2 separate regions of the Zea mays genome follow, and region 1 is linked to region 2. Evidence: chromatin contacts called from public Hi-C data. All regions are on one chromosome and are shown on one strand. Each heading gives the region's core, a stretch centred on a gene start, on an enhancer-like site or on the middle of the called end of the contact. The rest is flanking DNA. Distances are from core to core; before and after follow the strand shown. Region 1 holds the start of LOC103639119 (protein HUA2-LIKE 2). Region 2 holds the start of LOC100191939 (Phosphoinositide phospholipase C 2).

The links. Hi-C and Micro-C count contacts between places; a contact is called where the count stands out from the background.
Region 1: a Hi-C map of ear shows a contact between it and region 2, with 3 times the contacts expected there. The contact joins the promoter of LOC103639119 here to the promoter of LOC100191939 in region 2. A contact is called at or near these places in 11 of 25 Hi-C or Micro-C datasets (bundle sheath, ear, endosperm and 4 more).

Annotation. Positions count from the first base shown.
Region 1 is chr9:134,110,673-134,115,990 of Zm-B73-REFERENCE-NAM-5.0, forward strand. LOC103639119 (protein HUA2-LIKE 2) reads left to right here and starts at 2,772. Exons shown (of 14, transcript XM_035962675.1): 1 at 2,772-3,404.
Region 2 is chr9:133,945,518-133,951,039 of Zm-B73-REFERENCE-NAM-5.0, forward strand. LOC100191939 (Phosphoinositide phospholipase C 2) reads right to left here and starts at 2,706. Exons shown (of 6, transcript NM_001361552.1): 1 at 2,272-2,706. The coding sequence starts at 2,583.

The DNA of each region.
Region 1 (5,318 bases), core at 1,522-4,021, 170 kb after region 2:
AAGGAGGCCAACAAGGATGAACGGTGGTGACAACAGGGATACGTGCTCGGGGGCAAATAGCTCTGTTCATGTCTAGCCTCTCACGGGCACTGTGCGGGGGTATTTATAGGTATCTGAGTGCCCAGCGCCTTGTGTTAAGGACGCATGTGCCCTCGGACACCTGGTTTATCCCCAGAATATTCCCATAAAGCAGGGTTACAAGCTGTACTTACAAGAATGCCTTTACAAACTAGGCCCGTAACACAAAGGCGGTCACGCGGGGCCCGTTACAATGGGCCAGATCACACGTGGGCCTCAGAGCAGGACGAGGCCGTGCTGCGGGGAGACGTCACCGCAGGCCTTCGTCTGGTGCTGAATGAAGCGAAGGGTGTCCCTGCCCGTTTTGTCTTCGTCAAACCAGCGACTGCAGCGAGAGGCGACGAGCGAAGGGTGGCGTCTCTGCCTTCGCCCAAACACTCGACAAAGTTCTTGCTCCGGTTCTGTGAGCAGGCGCACAAAGACCCTGCATCCAAGAAGAAGTCGGCGACATGTTGGGAGAAATTTGATCCTATGTTTGTCAGTTTGTGAGTGGAAGTATCCAATTATTTTTGTTTGTTTGATTGAATGAGCTGGTTTCTATTTTGTAAAGTGATTATATGAATTTTCAGTTTTGTGTTTGTTTTGATATGGAGTTGGCTCACGAGCTAATCGAGCTAGCTCGAGCTGCTAAACGAGTCAAGCGGAGCAGCTTCTTTAGCTCGTTTTGTTAACGAGTCGAGTTGAGCTGGCTCATTATCATAACGAGCTAAAACGAGTCGAGTCGAGTCGAGCCAGCTCGATATCCAGCCCTAGTTCGGTGTGATGTCCAGACTGTCCGGTGTAAAAGCCTGCAGCGCCATCGGTCACCTGCGGTGTCAGATCCAACGGCTAGGCGCACCGGACAGGGGCACCAGACTGTCCGGTGTGCCGCAGAGAGCAGCATCTTTTCTCCAATGGCTAGAATTGTGTTGGAGCCTATGAATACTCCCAACCGACCATTTCAAGGTGTGGGAGCCTAAGCAACATACAAAGGCATAATATAGGCATTCCCAAGAGCTCATACACAAAGTGCTTAATAGAATCACTCGGTGATTAGCGTAGGTGCTTTGTGAAGTGCTTAGGTTAGTTAGACCGCTTTAGCGCTTGATCTAGGTGAATCCTAATTAGCTGAGTGAGTTTAGAAAAACCACACAACCCTCGGCTCTTGCGCGAGCCGTTGTAATTGTACCGAGTGAGGCGAGAGTCTTGCGAGACAGTGACAACCGCATTTGTGTCACGGCCGCCACCGTGCACCGGAGAGAGCGAGGCCCGTGACTTTTTGGTCGGAAGCTCAACAGTGGAGACAACGGGGAGCCGGAAGCGGAGCCGGAAGCGGAGCACCACTTGCGCGCGGAAAAGGCACATGGCTCTCTACGGAGTTACTCGACCGTGGTGCTTGACCCTCGCGTGGGCTACCCTTTGCGTAGGCGGATGAACCCTGATCCCTTATTTTTTTTGACCCCTAGACTCTTTCTTGACTCTAATTCACCGGATAAGTGAACTAGGGACCCTTATGTTGTCTTCGATGCCATTGATATAAAACTTAGAGCATCTCATCTTAAGTCCCTAATTTGCCAATTTGATGCTACCTTGATGATGGCAGGAGTCCTAAAACCTAATATGAGGGTTAAGGGGAATGATCTCTTACATACCTTCTTGTTCGAGGGGGTGGCATCATTGGTCATCGCGGTGGTGTCCATCACTGGTGCACCATGTCCCTTTGATCCTTCTCCAGTGTTGTCCCGACCATGTGTAGTTGACGAAAGAGGGGGCTCCTTAGTGTCTGGCCTCGTGGGTGGCCGAGCTTTGTGGACGTCATTGGTGGCAGCTCTTCCGGTCGCTGGGAACACTAGGTAGATTAGGACCTCTGAGTAAATGTGGCGGTTAGGATTTGTCGGTGTTACAACGTGTTGGTTTCCGTGCCTTAGCTTCCCTTTTATATTGTGTTCCTGTAACTGGAGGTCGCAATCCATGGAAACAACTCACCCTCGATCAATGTACAATTGAGTTGGATAAACTCCGACACAGTCATCTTGACCGAGCCATAGAACAACCCTAACAAAGATGACCTTATGTACTAAACCAAACACAACCTATACACATAGGTGTTAGGCCATCACCACATAAAAAAATCACACAAAGAAGGATGTGACAGTGACTAAACTTTAGTTTTATGGAACCAAACACTCCTACATAGTAGGAGTAGAAAACCACACAAAAATAGTGGAGTTTGGCCCATAAACCCTCCGCTACAACAAAACGAGTTTCGATTATCTATTATCATCATCGTTATATAATCAACCAGTCTAAATTTTACAAAAACAACTCAACCAAATCACTCCCACACTCATAACCTCTATTAAATCTACAAAATAAATTACACCCAGACGTAACACATCATTAAAACTAATGATTTAAACAATTGAATAACTCCATCCCTACTCAAATTTAATGGATAATATTATTTGAATCATCTCTTATCTCTCCCTCACCAGTGACCCGCCACTCTCTACTTCTCATTCATGCCGTCGCTACCGTTGCCCTCTTTTCACTTCTTTCTTTATTATGATCATAACATTAACATAAACTATATACTATAAAAAACAGAAAACAAAGGCTATATACTGTAAAAAAACAGAAAACAAAGGCTGGGACAGATACGGAGATGGCCATGTGGCAGCAAAGCCATCTCCGGGCTCCGGCTATGGTGACTCCGTCCACATACCCAGCCTCCTTGGCTGCTCTTTAAACGCGCACCCCGCTCCCCACGACGCCCGCAGGCCACCGCTTCATCCCTCCCACGCCGCGCCCTCGTGCGTCCAGCGTCCTCGCTTCTTTCCACCGAACTACCAGCCCCCACCCCCCTCCCCTGTCAAACTAGCGAAGTCGCACGCTCGGCTCGACGGCTCGAGTAAATAATACTTCGTAAAAAATAAACTACTAAAACGCGCACAAAAACCATTCCGAGAGGAGAACTAAAAAAATATAAAAAATCCCCAAAGCTACCTTTCCTCCTGCTCTCCCTCCCACGCCTCTTCTCCTCGCCGCCGCCGCCGCCGCCACCGCTGAGAGAACTAGGACTACGGGCGGGCGAAGCACACTGGCTTCCTGCGGACCCGCCGCCGCTCCACGGGCACAGGCGTTAGCCGTCGCGCGGTTGCCCTGTCAGCCCTGATCGGTGCTGGGCGGGGGTCCGCGGCGGGCTGGTCGACGGGCGGTGGCGGGCGATGGCGCCGGCGAAGAGGAAGCGCGCAGCAGCTGCCGCCGCGGCCGCGGCCGCGGCCAAGTGGAAGGTGGGCGACCTCGTGCTCGCCAAGATGAAGGGCTTCCCGGCCTGGCCGGCTATGGTGAGTGCGTCGTCTCGGCAGCTCCTTCTGCTCTGTTCGCTGATCTGTGGCCTGGGCAGCCTGGGTTCCGAGGATTCTTGGTCTGGGCGGGGGTTTCTCGCTTAGGGTTTGGCGGCGGCCGTGGAAGCCGGTGTCTGGGGCCTGCCCAGCGGTCGGTTTGGTGAAATCTTAGGTTTTTCACATGTTCTTCTACCTCGATTTGGCCATTTTAGCTATGAATCTGCGCCAGTTTTGTCCTCCTGATGCTGCATATAGCAGGAACGTTGTGCGAGTAGGGATTCGGCTATCACACGCTTAAAAAAGATAGTATCTTTAGTAAAAGAAATCCCTTTCCATTGCTTTCTGCTGAGCTTTAGGGAGTAGGGGCTTACTTGGCCTAGCTTGTTTCATTTCTTGGTGATTTGTTTGTTTAGATGTTGGGTTCTTGTAGAGATCCGGTGCTACTTCTGATTTATGGCATGGGGGCTGGGTAGGATTTGGGTGATTACTGATTAGGGGCCATCTTCCTTGTGTTTGGATGTGCAGTAAGATTTCACCCAATTTGACCTATGGATTTCATAGCTTAGTAGTGGTTATGGATATGGACATTGTTTTAAGGATCTGGCTCTTTGTGACAAGTACAAATGCCAGGATATCTGATGTTTCCTAGCTTCCACAAGGCGGTACTTTGTCTTCTCATTTTTATCACTTCTAAAGTAGCATAAGATTTGTTGTTTTTTGTTTATGGTGTTCATATTATGCGGAATATTATGATAATTGTCTGCAACTAAGTGCCTGTTAAATGTTCTCTAATGTTTTGTTTTATATTCGGTTCAGGGGCTAAATAAGCTAAATGTTGTCCTCGTTTTGTATCGGTATACACCACAAGTATTAGTGGCTTCATGTAGATTCTTCAAAGTTTATAGAGCTCTTCTGACTTTGCATATGCCTGTTTGGTGATACAAAAGATCTAATTTTATTTTCTAGTCGTCCATATATGCCTTTTTGGTGAAACAAAATATCTAGTTTAATTTTCTAGTCCTCCATATAGGTTCTAGTTTTTGCTGGGGTTCCTTTTCTTTATAATTTTCTCCTCCACTTTAAAACACTTCTCATTATCATCACATTTGTTAAACCACTTTGTAAATATTCTTGATCCTTCTAATCGCAGCACCCTGATTGAAATCTTGGACATATAATTGTTGATTTATTCCAGTAAGTTTTCTGTTTGGTTGCTGGGATGGAATGTTTTGGACTTTTGGTAATGTGCTATTTCTGTATTCTGTTCAATTGCATGAAAATAAATATGTTAAATATATTTCACTGGGCAGACTAGTTTTTGAAGTTGATTTGAACAAAACATATGGCTAGTAATTTGTTTTTTTACTTGCTTGGTACTAAAAGGCTTAGTTGTTGTAAACTGACACTACTTGCCACACAGGTCAAAATATTGCACATAAGGGATTGTAAAGGACTACAAAAGCTTGTACTGCATGTATTGTTCTTTACTATGCTTGTAGAGTAAGCTAAATGTAGGACCCATAATGCTGTGACTTAAGTGTGTGGGTTTGGTTAGAGATGTTTGGGCAGAGATGTTGGAAGGCCTGAACTTGAGAGCACATTGGTAGTTCTCAGTCTTACGTATGTGATATTTTTGGGCCATTGCCAACTTGGCATTGATTCTACAGTAATGTCAGGGGATGTATTTAAGCCAGTGTTTGCTGAAATGACCAGTATTTAGGATGGAACCAAATGCACCATCTTCTGTGCTGTGCTGTGCTGTGATGCCAAATGCAGCCATGATTCCTTACCTGAACAAATAGAATGGGCTCAAGAAGCTTGGTTGCAACAACACTACTTGTTATATGTCAGCTTTGCCATTCTTATGTTGAGAAGCACACTGGGTGACTTTGGACAAAGAACACTTACAAATAT
Region 2 (5,522 bases), core at 1,456-3,955:
ATATATTATTAAGCATTTCAATCTATGTAGGCCCTTGACCTTCTTTTTGTCTAGCTAGGTGACGACACTTTAATTTTGTGCATGTTTCTTTCTGATGAGGTGGGTGGCACTTGCTTTTGCAAGAATCTAATCATACCAAAACAACTAAATGTCAGCACTATCGTTTCTTAATTCCGAAGAATTTTGAAATGCATCATAGAGTATATTCGCTTGGCTTTAATCTGTACGGTGTACCAACTTCAATTGTTTTTATAAGGGAAATTTGGATCCATACCATTAAAAGATCACCACTTTGGATCCATACCATTACTATCTCACTTACATGTGGGTCCACATGAGTCAATGACATGTGGGGTCCATGATATATATCTAAAGTTTGGATCTTTTAATGGTATAGATCCAATTGTTCCTTTTTATAATGTTTTTTGTCTCTATAGATTGTAGCTACAACAGTCCAAACAGTCGACTTTAATCCCGAAGCGAACAACTCAAGATAAATTAAAGGCACATACGTGGCACAACGAACCGCTACCACTAGAGCCTCCTAAGCCGGTCCCAAGCATAGTATAGCTAAAAGTACGACCGCAGCAAGAACTATGGATTGACTAGTTTTTGACATGAGAAAGTACTCCAATCGGGTGGTTACTGGAGGAGAAGTATATCTTCTCAAATACTTCGGTTGACCATAAATACAATGTGTCAAGGTTTGTTATAAGTCAAACAATTTTCATGAGCATCATTGATGGGAGAACAGCACAAGAGTGATATTGTTGCTAGACTCAATATGATTTTTAAAATAGTATATTTTTATGGATATCGTTAACATAGATTGGCTTCAAATAATTAAGTATATTATGTTCTAAAACATAGACCGGCACGATAAAATTAAGTGTTCAATATATGTTTTTTTAATTCTTGTAATAGATTTTACCTCTAGCAGATTTCAAATAGTTAATGAGTGAGAATCAATGTATTACTTTGTAATGGTATTTTTCATATGTTATCTATACGTTATCATATAACTTTTGAACTATGTTTTTTACGTGCTTAGAGCCTTTTATTTGAAATTATAATCTGTCCAGATTATATAATCTAACTTATTTTTAACTAACACAATCTAAGTATATTATAATCCTAAACAAACAACCCCTTAGCCGGTTCAAGACTTTAATAAATTCTATTTTTTGTCACTAGTTGAAGCTATGATAAAGCCATATTGTGTCCCTTGATCTAAGCTTCTTAGTACCACCACCTTTAGTACCGTAGATGGTCGGCATGTACATGATTCAAATGGTCCTGCAGTGGCTAGGACTAGTGCTGGGAATTGGGTCGTGTCGGGCTAGGTCGGTCTAGATCCATCGTGCTTCGGGAGTCGGGACAAACGGGCTCAAGCGGGTAGTGTCGTGCCAGCCCAAAGAGTAGAAACAGTGGCTCAGCCTGGCCCTAAAACAAACTAGACCTTTCATCGGTCCATTGTCGTCCTAAGACCGGTCCATATATTTGAACACATAAAGTTTAAATACTATAACTGCATACAGTCCATAGCTTACTAAATTAAAGGAATTACCCATGTATGTGCAGTGCTAGGTCCGACATGCCGGAATTTAAATTTCGTTCTATGCACGCCTTTAGGTCGTCCTTTGGTCTAATGTTTTCGGACGTGCTCGTAAAAAAAAAAAAACCCGGCCCTTGCAAATTCCAGCAATAGGGACACTGGAGACTGGACCTCATCAACTATTCGTCCACAGTCCACATCCACACGCCCCGATCGTTTTTCCGGCAAGTCATAACTATGAACAGTACCATTGACCGAACGGCAGGCACTTAATTAATGCTCTCAAGTAAATGTATCCTCTCCTGGAATAATGGTCCCAGATAGACCGGTTAATACGCCGTAGTACCTGTGAGTTGTGACCAGAAGGAAAAAAAATCCTCTCAACAATAACCCTTTTTGTCTTTAGAGGGGAAAAAAAGAAAATCCTAATTTAATGCATGTGTGCATGTGCACAATGCAGAAAGGGCGGAGCTGCAGCTGTTGTCTGATCTGCATGACTGCATGTTGAACTCTGCAGGACTCAAACTGATATGATATGATAGATATAATAGTGGGGATAGATAGATAGATATTTCTTACTGACACTGATATGATATACGAGTAAACTGTATTATATAGAATTGGATCACAACACAGTATATGTGGATGTATGTTTTTATAGGATTATTCCTAGAACGAACAGAGAAAAATTAAAAGAGAGGGAGAGAAAAACTCACCCCTCGGCGCGGATCGAGGGCGGCGTTGGCGTCGCTGAAGAGCCACCGGAGGAACCCCTCGGCGGTGAGGCCGCGGCCCTTGCTGAGCAGCCTGTGCTCCGCCGCGAACGCCACCACCTCCTTGGCCGCCGCGTCGGCGCCAGCGTCGGTCTCCCGCTGCACCTCCCGCAGGAACCTCCGCAGCGCCTCCTCCCCGAGCAAGCCGCCGCCGCCGTCGGCGTACGCCCGGAACACGTCGCCGACCGCTTCCGACGGCTCGTTCGACGCCGCCCGGAACCGCCGCAGGAAGCAGCAGACCCTGTACGTCGTCATGGCATCCGCCGGTGGGGTGGGCGCACCGCGTACGTACGGTTCCAAGCTGCTCTCCTCTCTCGCGCGCTAGCAGACAGCTGCTAGCTGTGCCTGTGCGTGCTGCCCCTCCTGCCGGAATAGGACTTTAGCTGCTGCTGCGTTTGCGTGCATGCAGTCCTTATTGAGCTACGTATGTATGTCTATACGCGAATATATATATGCCTGCTGTTGGATTCTTTGTTTGTTATATGCATATAAGTATATATGCGAGTGGTGGTGGTGGAGCAGTTATTGCCGGCTGGCCTGTGGGCGGTCGTAATCCAATATATAGGAGCGGTCGCACCGTTATTATACCATCTTATTTAATAGTCTTTAAGGGGCTAAGTAAAAAAAATATAAGAGACATGATCTCGTCTTTTTACGACTTTATATATACTGTAATTCTTAGCTATATTTATGATCCATGGTCTCAGAAATTGTACCATGCAGTCTTTTAGTCGTCTCTTATACTTAGAAAACTGAACTGGTGTCTCAGGGTTGTACATGTCCTAAGGCCGTTCTCAATGGAAGTTTCATTGCACGGTTTCCAAAAGTGATGCATCAGTTTTGTCTATAAAACAATGTATCCTAAGTTTCATTGGAATGAAACCCTCTCTCCTCTGTTGTTGGGATGTTTTAGCCTCTCGCCTCTAGCCTCCGCCGCCAAGCATTACTAATTTGCTTGGTCTACCCTACGGATGCATGGCTAGGGAGATCTTGTTCATTTGCAGCTGTTTGCAACTGTCGGCCGATAACACAGGAGCATCACGAGTGTATCAAGGACCCCAACCAATTCTATCCGCCACTAGGCACCCTGCTGCTCTTGAAGACATTTCCTGCTTGACTGCTTGTGTCTGGATTCCTATGAATGTTGCATCAGCAGAGCGGAGCTTTTCTAAATTAAAACTATTGAAGTCCTATTTGCGTTCTACAATGACACAACAAAGACTAATTTAGCCACAATAGCACTTGAGAGTGGATTATTGGACAAGATTGAATATAAGCATATCATTGAAGAATTTATTTCAATGAACACTAAGAGAATGAAGTTATTCAAGTAAAATTCATGCAATAAAGAGTTAAATAGTTATTTTTTTATAAACTCCATTTGTATATACTACATTACAACATTTTAATACTTACAGTTCTGTTTTTAAATAGTTTAGTAAGAAGAGTTTTTTATTCAATAGTTTGTACAGGGCCTCATTTTCTTCCGGCACGGCCCTGGGGCAAGTGGAAAAATACAAGATCTCTTCACGACTCTCCATGTATATTGTCTCTAAACTGTATTTATGATCCATGGTCTCGAGATTGTATCATGCAGTCTATTGGTTGTCTCTTATACTTAGAAAACCAAAACGAGGTCTTAGGATTATATATGTGAGAGCACCTAGAGGGGGGGGGGGGGGGGTGAATAGGTGATCTTGTAAAAACTTGAAACTTAATGCCACAAAACTTGATTAGGAGTTAGCACAATAAAGCCAAGTGGCTAGAGAGGAGTTCTTGCAAAACACAATAAGCACAAAGAGATCAACACAGAGATGGCACAATGGTTTATCCCGTGGTTCGGCCAAGTCCAACACTTGCCTACTCCACGTTGTGGCGTCCCAACGGACGAGGGTTGCACTCAACCCCTTTCAAGCGGTCCAAAGACCCACTTGAATACCACGGTGTTTTGCTTTCACTTTACTATATCCCGCTTGCGAGGAATCTCCACAACTTGGAGCCTCTCGCCCTTACACTTTGATTATCACAAAGAAGCATAGAAGTAAGGATGGGATGAGCAACGCACACAAGACAAAAATCAGAGCAACAACACACACACAAGTCACAACACGAGCTCTCAACACAACTCAAAGAGTTCTCTACTCAAATGGAGCTCTAGTTGCTATCACAAAGAATAGAATGCGCGGAATTGAAGTCTTGGTGCTTAGGAATGCTTAGAGAATGCTTGATGTTCTCCTCCATGTGCCTAGGGGTCCCTTTTATAGCCCCAAGGCAGCTAGGAGCCGTTGAGAGCATTCCAGGAAGGCAATTCTTGCCTTCTGTCGCCTGGCGCACCGGACACTGTCCGGTGCACCACCGGACACTGTCCGGTGTGGATTTCTTTCCTTCTTTAGCGAAGCCGATCGTTGAAGTTTCAGAGCCGTTGGCGCACCGGACACTGTCCGGTGCACACCGGACAGTCCGGTGCCCCCTTCTGACCGTTGGCTCTGCCACGCGTCGCGCGTGGATTACGCGGCCGACCGTTGGCTGGGCCGACTGTTGGCACACCGGACAGTCCGGTGCACCACCGGACAGTCCGGTGATTTATAGTCGTACACCGCCGTCGAAGTCCCGAGAGCAGCTAGTTGACAGACGCCAGCCTGGCGCACCGGACACTGTCCGGTGCACCCAGACTGCACAGAGTCTTGGCTGCTCAGCCAAGTCTTTTCCAAATTGATCTTTTCCTGTTTCTAGCACTTAGACACAATACATTAGTCTCCAAAATAATGTACTAAGTCTTAGAAACATACCTTTACTCTTGATTTGCACTTTGTCCATCAATTGGCATAGATTAACACTTAAGCACTTGTGTTGGCACTCAATCACCAAAATACTTAGAAATGGCCCAATGGCACATTTCCCTTTCAATCTCCCCCTTTTTGGTGATTTATGCCAACACAACAAAAAAGCAACTAAAGAAGTGCAACATCAATGCAAATGAAAACTCAAATTTGTTTTGATTCAAATTTGGCATATTTGGATCATTCTTTGCCACCACTTGGTTTGTTTTTGCAAATCAACCTCAATTTCCTATCTCTAAGTCAAACACACTTGTTGAGACATAAAGAGAGTTGTTCCAAGAGAAATTGATCAAAGATTTCAAAAAAAACTCCCCCTTTTCCCATAATCAACCATTCTCCCCACAAGAGGCCAAC